2 separate regions of the Mus musculus genome follow, and region 1 is linked to region 2. Evidence: chromatin contacts called from public HiChIP or PLAC-seq data. All regions are on one chromosome and are shown on one strand. Each heading gives the region's core, a stretch centred on a gene start, on an enhancer-like site or on the middle of the called end of the contact. The rest is flanking DNA. Distances are from core to core; before and after follow the strand shown.

Region 1 (3,865 bases), core at 372-2,871, 250 kb after region 2:
CTCAGGGGAGTCAAGGTTGTCATGGTTTCTGGGGTCTGGACTCTTCCCCCTGGGAGGTAGTTATCCGTCCTTGGGCAGCTGTGTCTGAGGCATCCTGTGTTCTCTTTGCCAAGACTGTCTGACCTGTAGCTTGGCCGTTCTCCCCCCTGTAAGTAGTATATAAGATGTTATACTTAATCCTCCTGACCCCAGGTATTGCCTTTGTGTCTTCTCTGCTTCTTAACCTGATCCTCACACACAGCACCTCATTCGGGACCCTTATTTCTGCCGGTTTCAGGTCAAATGTTTGTCTTATAACCTTTCTATGCTCACTGTATTCAGTTTTTTGCTAGTTATAGGAACTGGAGGAGGAGGAGGATGAGGAAGAGGAAGAGGAAGAGGAGGAGGAGGAAGAGGAGGAGGAGGAAGAGGAGGAGGGGGAGGGAGGGGGAGGGGGGAGGAAGAGGAGGAAGAAGAGGAGGGGGGGAATCTTTTATGCTATTCCCTTTCTTGTCTTATTGCATTGGTTGAAACTTCCCGTACGGTGTCAGACAGTAGTGATGAGCTGGCCTTGTGCCTGCTGTCTGCAGGAGAGCCACCAGCTTCTCGTCTTCCACTCTGGGATCGGCCATGCTCTGTGGATTTTTATTATGATGTTGAAGTTCCTTTCCATCTCTTAGTTGCTGAGCATTTTACCCCATGTAGTTTGTGTTTTTGCCACATGGTGTTTTGGTTTGGGTTTTCTGTCTGTTTGTTCTTTGTTTTTGTTTTTTTTTTTTATTTGTGGTTTGGTTTTTGGTTTTTTATTATTGTTTTGTTTTGTCTTTTTCTTTCTTCAGTCTCTTCAAACAGTGAATTTTATTAATTGGCTTTCTAATACTGAGCCAGCCTTACATGCCTAGTAAACTCCCTCTTAGTTGTGGTGCTGGGTCCCTTTGCTGACACTCCTAGCCTATAATGACTTTCTAGCCTTGGGCTGAGCCTGTGACTGGAAGGATCGCCTTTTTCCCTCCACAGGCCTGTTTTCATTATTTCATTAAAGCCTAAGCCACAATGCACTGCTCTGCTGTACCTGGGCCTTGTCCCTGACTCTGCCAGCTTGAACCAGCTTGAACCAGGGCAGGTCTAATCTTCCTACTGAATCCATACCCCATACACTGTGCAATCTGGGTGCATTCCGGGCTCCATAGCAGAGCCCCCACCTCCACCCACACCCACACCTCCACCCACACACAGCCTCCTCAGAGCTTCTTATTGTTTTGTTTTTGTTTTATGAATACACACTAGCTCTCTTCAGACACACCAGAAGAGGGCATCAGATACCATTACAGATGGTTGTAGCTGGGATTTGAACTCAGGACCTCTGGAGCTCTTAACCGCTGAGCCATCTCTCCAGCCCCCCCCCCCCCTTCACGGCTTCTTACCTCTCTCTAACTCTGAGCTCTTTGAGCTCTGCTACAACCCAGAGACCACAGCAAGCGGCCTCCACAGCGCACACATTTCCTGGGAAACTGGGCTGATCCTTCATCCTGCTTCTGGGAATACAAAAAAGTAAACCAGATCCAGCCAGCCACTGTCCTCAGACCCTGCAGTGTTGTGGAAAGAGATATGAATGAGTCACAGAGGAGTCAAGGTCAGATCCGAGAGGCAGGGAAGTACAGCAGCCAATCCCAGCGCCCTTTAGCGGCTATCCTGTGCGGCTACCCAGGATGCTGCTTGCAGCTTCGATGACCTCTCCCTGGCTCCGGCGCTGATGCCAGTCAGAGCTTCCCCGCTTTCCCTTCCTTTCCATTGTAAACACATCAACGGCTGACCACTGCCCGAGACCAGTCATCACTATTCAGTTTAAAAACCCCCTGAGAGACCATGGAACCGGCTCCGTCAATGCAGCGCCTGCGGCCCAGCACGAGGACTTGCGTTCTGATGACCAATGTCCTTGTGAACACATCGGTCATGTGATGCACATCTAGAGTCCCAGGACTGCCAGAGGTCTGGTACCCGTGGACTTCTGGAACTCACTGGCAAGTCAGCCTAACAAAGTTACTAAACTTCCATGAGAGAATCTGTCTCAAAAATATGAAGACTGAGTGAAAAAAAAAAAAAACATGTACTCTTAATTTCTGCCTTCTACACACACAAACACACACACACACACTTCCCTCTGAGGCTAAGGAAAGACAGCTGCACCTGGCCCAGCCAGCTCTCCTCAGAGCTGAGAGGTCAAAAGTCTGACATTTTTTGGACCCCACACAAAAAAATTAATTCCTAGACTGGAGAGAGACTCAGCAGTTAGAACACATGGTAGGTTTACTGTTTGGTTCCCAGCACCTATAGGAATGACTCATGACCACCCGTAATGCCAGCTCTGAGAAATCTGCCCTCTTCTGGCCTCTAAGTTACCTGCATTGTGCTTTTGTGCGTGCATGCACCCCACACCCCCACACCCACCCATGCACTCAAAAATTTAAAAATAATAAATATTTTTAAAAGTTTCAACTGTATTATAAAGTCTGCCTGGGTGGTCTTTATGAAAAATAGTTCGTGATTTCTTTTGTAGAAGAGCCCCCACCCCCACCCCCCACCCGTAAATGGGAAAATCCTGGCACCATCTTGAGACGGTGCTGAAAGGCGCTTTCTCTGAGGACTTCCTTCTGACTTGTAAATTAAGAACAAAGCTCCATTCTGCCCCTGTCTAAAGAAGGACACAGTTAGGGGCAGATGTTTTAAGGGTCATCCCCCACACCATGAGCCCACGTTTGATACTCATGGTCGATATATTTGTCCCAAGGGATAGTGGGATAAAAGTCAGGCAGTGGTAAACAGATGCTGACCCATTCATTGTTTGAGCTGGGATTTGTTCAAGTGCAGATTCTCACTGAGGGGAAAGGGGCGTGGAGAGAAAAATCAGAGCATGAGACAAACAAGTCCTACCCCTGCTCAGACTCACTAACAACTAGACCTGTTGCCTAGAGTGCGTGACTGCAACAGGAACCACCCACCAACAAGAGTCCAGTGCCTCCCCCACCCCCAAGGGACTGATGGCTCCCAGGCTAGCTGGGAGGAAGGCTGGGAGCAGAGAGAGGCAGCCCCATGTGACTTCCCGGGAGCCTGTTTGTTTATTCTGGTGAGACAGGCAGACAAACTCCCAGCTGGCCTGGGAACTGTCACAAAGCTACAGTTACTTGCCTCTGACCCCTGAACTCCAGACCTGCATCTCTCTTTTCCTTTGTCATTTACCATTGTTGCTGTTGGCTTTTTGAGATGGGATCTCTCACTCACATGCAGATGGTCCCTTGTTGAAAGGAGCATGTGAGAGAAGAAGAGACAGCCGCCTAGAGCGTAAGACAGTCTATGACCTCCCAACATTACCACAGAGGACCAAAATTCCAACCACTGAGGGACACGCTCATGGCAGGGACCAGTTAACAGATGAGTTGAGGGTCACTAAATCTAGTTCTTTCCACACCCACTGGTGACAGTGAGAAGATGATACCAGGGAAGGTGCCATGCCTCACTGTGGAGGCTGCTCTACCTCAGGAGCTGTGTGGCACTTGCCTCAGATGGGCTCTGATGCTGCCAGGCTGGCTGCTTGGATCCTGTTCCTAACTCTGTAGCCGCAATAGTGTCTTCATCTGGCTGAGCCAGAGCCCTGCAGTGCTTGCTTGCAAAATTCTCTCTCTCTCTCTCTCCCTCTTTCCCTCTCCCTCTTTCCCTCTCCCTCTCCCTCTTTCCCTCTCCCTCTCCCTCTCCCTCTCCCTCTCCCTCTCCCTCTCCCTCTCCCTCTCCCTCTCCCTCTCCCTCTCCCTCTCCCTCTCCCTCTCCCTCTCCCTCTCCCTCTCCCTCTCTCTCTCCTCTGTTTGTGTGTGTGTGTGTTAGGTGGTAGGTG
Region 2 (3,874 bases), core at 1,081-3,580:
TGCTAGCCCTTCTGTCTACAGAGCGCCCACCTTCCCCTGTCAGACTCACCCTCAGTGACTCTCTGCACACAACAACTGGTGAAGGAGTGAGCCTGCCTGCCTATTTTCACGTCCATCTCCCGGATCTCTTGAAGTCAGGGGTCATGTGTCCTACAACCACAGCAGCCTCTTTCCGCCCTGGCACCCTGCTCTGCTGTCTAGGCCAATTACCAGTGGCAACAGTAGTACAGAACACTGGGAGGCTAGTCCTGGATGCTATGAGCAGTCAATCCGGGGGCTTGTCTAGCTTTAGCTGGTGATGTGTACCAAGGATTCAGGGTGAGAAGCAAAAATGTCCCTGTGGCTGCCAAGTCTGTTAGTCAAGGATCCTTGAGACTTTAGAAGAAAGCCAGATTGGCAGAGCAAGGGAGAGAGCCCACTGGTCTGAAGGCTGGTGTTGCTCAGGGGAATGGCCCATTACTAACATACTTAGCATCTGATGTCAGTGGGTCCCGGGGTACCAGTTGATCCTGTCTCAAACAGCTCAGATGAACCTTCAAGGTTAATATTTAAATGTACACGTTTCCCTCTTTCCCTACCATGGCCACGCTGGCCATTACTGCGTAGTACTGTAGCTCAAAGAACAGCCATTTGTCCCCGAGTTCTCTCGGAACGGCAGACAGAGGCAGGACTGGCCACACATAACACTGTGCCACTTTGTCCCTGGATGTGACATTTTATACAAGAGGCCCAGTCATGTCTAGATGCACCAGCCCAAGCATTGACTGTCAAGAGGCCACAGGTCCCAGGTCTCTGTAGAGCCCTGCCAGGCATGGGGTGGGGAAGGGGAATGGCAGTATGTGTCCTGTGGGTGCTGCTAGATGATCACCTAGTGCTCCATAGCTGGATATCAGGGGGCTTAGAGGCCACTCAGGATGAATCCCTCCTTCATGTTTTGCTAATAAATGGAAACGTTCAAATTGCCTCCTTAATATTTAAAATACCATCCAAAAGAATGGAGGGATCTTGGCTTTGTTGAGGCTCGTTAAGGGAAGACTAATTCCTCCCAGTTGAAAGAACAGAATGTAAATTCCACCTCTGGCCAGGAGTGGAGATCTGACATCCTAAGCTACCCCCAAACATCACATACTATCTTCTCCTCCTTTTAAGCTTTAATCCAGTGGGGCCTGCCAATCACCCAGCCAGAAGTCTACCCCTGCCCCTCCCACATCCAGGAAACTGGATTCTCCTGAAGACAGGCCAAGAAGAAAGAGAAATAATTATCCCCTTGATGAAAGGATGCCCTCGTCCTTCCTGGAAACACCTCCCTCCAAGCAGCCAGAGAGAGCGAGCGAGCTTCCTCCATCTCACAAGGCTTCTGAGCATGGATGGCCCTGCAGGCTCTGCCTGCTCTGCTTTCTGAGTCCCAACTCACACCTCCTCTTTCTTGGTCACCTTTTCTCTTGGTTACTGACTGCGGCTCAAGCCTGCTTTCTGGCACCCTGGGCCTTCTTGCACTCTTTCTCTGAAATCTTCCACCCCTGCCACACAGCTGCTTGCCCACCTCCATTGCAAAAGGCATGGCTTTCTCTTCTTCTCTCCCGTGTCCTCTTCCCAGGGCCCTCGGCAACACGTGCTGCTTGCCTGACACGTTGTTTTCTCTCACATCCTAATAAACTTGTCCTTGAGCTGCCTTGGGGGGGGGGGGGGGGGGACGGGACGGGACTCGGACGGACCTGGGTTGGCCCCTGCTACACGGAGTACAATAAAGCTTTCAGGCTAGGCAGAGCCCCTGCCAGCAGGGGCACTCTCACCCACCCCGGGGGAAACCCCTCTGCTTCAACGTTAGAATAGGAATCTATGTGCAGGAGGCTGAGGCGGGAAATGCCTTGAGCTCAAGACTAGCTTGGGCTACACACTACATTGTCACACACACACACACACACACACACACACACACACACACACACACTTTCAGAACACAGCTTTAGTGACCCAAGCACTTTTTTTTCCTGCCTAATAAATTTCTCAGTACAAGTCTGGGTGGCAGGGTCAGTGCCCCCATTTATGGGTGGGAAAGAGGACCTGGGAGTCGTCAGCTTTAGCCCAACTCCCAGATTGGTGAGCACAGCCCAAAGGCGTCAGAGCCTTCTTCACGCCCAACAAAGATCAAAGAAGAAAAAAATCGGCCCAAGCAAAACTCCCCCAAAGGAACCCTTTCTCTCCAGAGATGATGATATCAAAGGACATTTTGTTACTTCTTGGAAATTCTTCGCCTTCCCAGGGCTGCACAACCCAGCAGTTCTCTGTAATTACCACTCAAGTACTCGGCCTAGTTCCCGACTCCTTCGCACACTTTCCCACAGACAAGCACACCGGCTCAGTGTTTACCTGGGCTCCACGGCGAGCAGGTGCGCAGACCCCGGGCCCCAGTAGCCCCCGGCCGTGGCTTCCAGGTTCTGGCAACGTCTCCCAAAGCCCCCAATCTGTGCAGTTACCGAGGGGAGCAGCCCTTCTCTGAACAAGTCCAGGCAAGCCCAGGCACAGCCCCTGCTCGATCCTCCTCCAGGCTGCCGGGATGGAAGCCGCGTCTTTCCAGCCAGGCTTCGCCGGAGTTGGAATCGCTTTAAATGGTCGGTATGGCCACATCTCTGTCACCTGGGAAGAAAAAGTGGGTCAAGGTGGGCGAAAGGCCGGGCGCGTGAGGGCGGTGCCAGCGAGCACTGCGGACGCCCGGGTCACGCTGGTCTATGCGTTGGCCAGGCGGGGAATAGGGAGGGGTAGGGGGAGGTGGCCGGACACCGTAAGGGCACCGAGCAGCCAGGCCGGGGTCCTATCGCGCAGGTTGCAGACATTGGGTCCCGCACCTCCGCCTCTGCTCTGCCCGGGTCCGCTCTTCCCCCAGCGAGAGCTCAGAGTTTGCGCAGCGTCCCTTGTCTCGCTCGCTGCCTAGTTTCAGGGCGCACCACCCTAAGGCTGATGCATGCACCCCGGGCCATCGCGATTCTTCCGGGTACCCCCTCGCCTCTCCGCAATGAGACCGAAACCTGAGTGGGCCTATAACAAGCAAATAGAAACCACAGGGACACGCAACACGCTACTCAGCCCGCAGGATAGCGCCCTAGGGAGAGGTCAGAAAAGTTCCACGTCCAGATCACTTAAATATGGAAGCGTCTTCTCTGAGCCATTGCCACCTCAGAGTGTTTCGGGTGTCCCTCGTAGCCCCAGGTTTTCATGCCAGGAACAAGCACCCTGCCGTGGCCCTGTGTCCTTTCTCCAACTCACCGTGTCTCCAAGTTGTGGCGCTGCGGGATTTTGTGTCGACCCAGCTCCGTAGGTCTTAAAACTCGGTGAGCCGGTCCCAGGAGTGAGGGAGACTTGCTGGGCGCATGGCGCTCTTGAGCCGGGAGCGCAGGGCAAGAGACCTCGAGTGGGGCAGGGCTTTTGTACAAACTTAGACTGAAGTACCGAGCAGAGAGCTGCAGGGAGGAGCCTGGGCAGCGAGCCAGGCACGCGCCTCCCATTTCTCACGCTTTCTTCTCTATCCAGGGCAGCCGGCACAGGACCCCCTTGTGGGTTAGTAGAGAGGCTCGGTGTGCACAGCCCTGAAGACCACCTTGCCCTGTGGGAAAGGGGACTCCACCTATGATTATGTCCCCTGCTAGTATGGATCTCCGGCTCAGCCAGGATGCTCCAGAGACAAACTGCCCTCGGCTCCATTGTGACACAGGCTCTATGTCTCCGTCCTGGGTGGTTAGTTATATGTCAGAAATCCCTTCATCAGCTGCAAACTCACACCCGTGCACGTCATCTCCAGTCCTCCACGCGCTTGGAATTCACACTTCAGCAGGGTCCCCGTGAGAGTGAGCGCCAAGCACAGCCGTGAGACTGAAGC

Evidence for each region. HiChIP or PLAC-seq counts read pairs in DNA pulled down with a chosen protein or histone mark.
Region 1: an H3K4me3 HiChIP or PLAC-seq map of embryonic stem cells shows a contact between it and region 2, with 21 read pairs. The contact joins two enhancer-like sites. A contact is called at or near these places in 3 of 39 promoter capture datasets (the C10 cell line, cranial neural crest and pre-B cells), 1 of 484 Hi-C or Micro-C datasets (bone marrow-derived macrophages), 14 of 115 datasets of contacts at active chromatin or transcription factors (bone marrow-derived macrophages, double positive thymocytes, embryonic basal ganglia and 8 more) and 1 of 9 other capture datasets (embryonic stem cells).

Annotation. Positions count from the first base shown.
Region 1 is chr4:149,798,012-149,801,876 of GRCm38.p6, reverse strand. Gm42354 (a long non-coding RNA gene) reads right to left here. Exons shown (of 3, transcript XR_881588.1): 2 at 1,404-1,565; 3 at 1-146. Among named protein-coding and RNA genes, the nearest start is that of Gm42354, 9.3 kb to the right of the region's middle. Within about 2 kb of position 1,621, at least 26 of the 459 cell types and tissues checked have an H3K27ac peak or open chromatin away from gene starts, as enhancers often do. A contact at or near this core is called in embryonic stem cells, where this site is marked.
Region 2 is chr4:150,047,762-150,051,635 of GRCm38.p6, reverse strand. It overlaps Gm13067 (a long non-coding RNA gene), which reads right to left. Exons shown (of 7, transcript XR_390962.2): 6 at 2,371-3,874. Among named protein-coding and RNA genes, the nearest start is that of Mir34a, 19 kb to the left of the region's middle. Within about 2 kb of position 2,330, at least 187 of the 459 cell types and tissues checked have an H3K27ac peak or open chromatin away from gene starts, as enhancers often do. A contact at or near this core is called in embryonic stem cells, where this site is marked.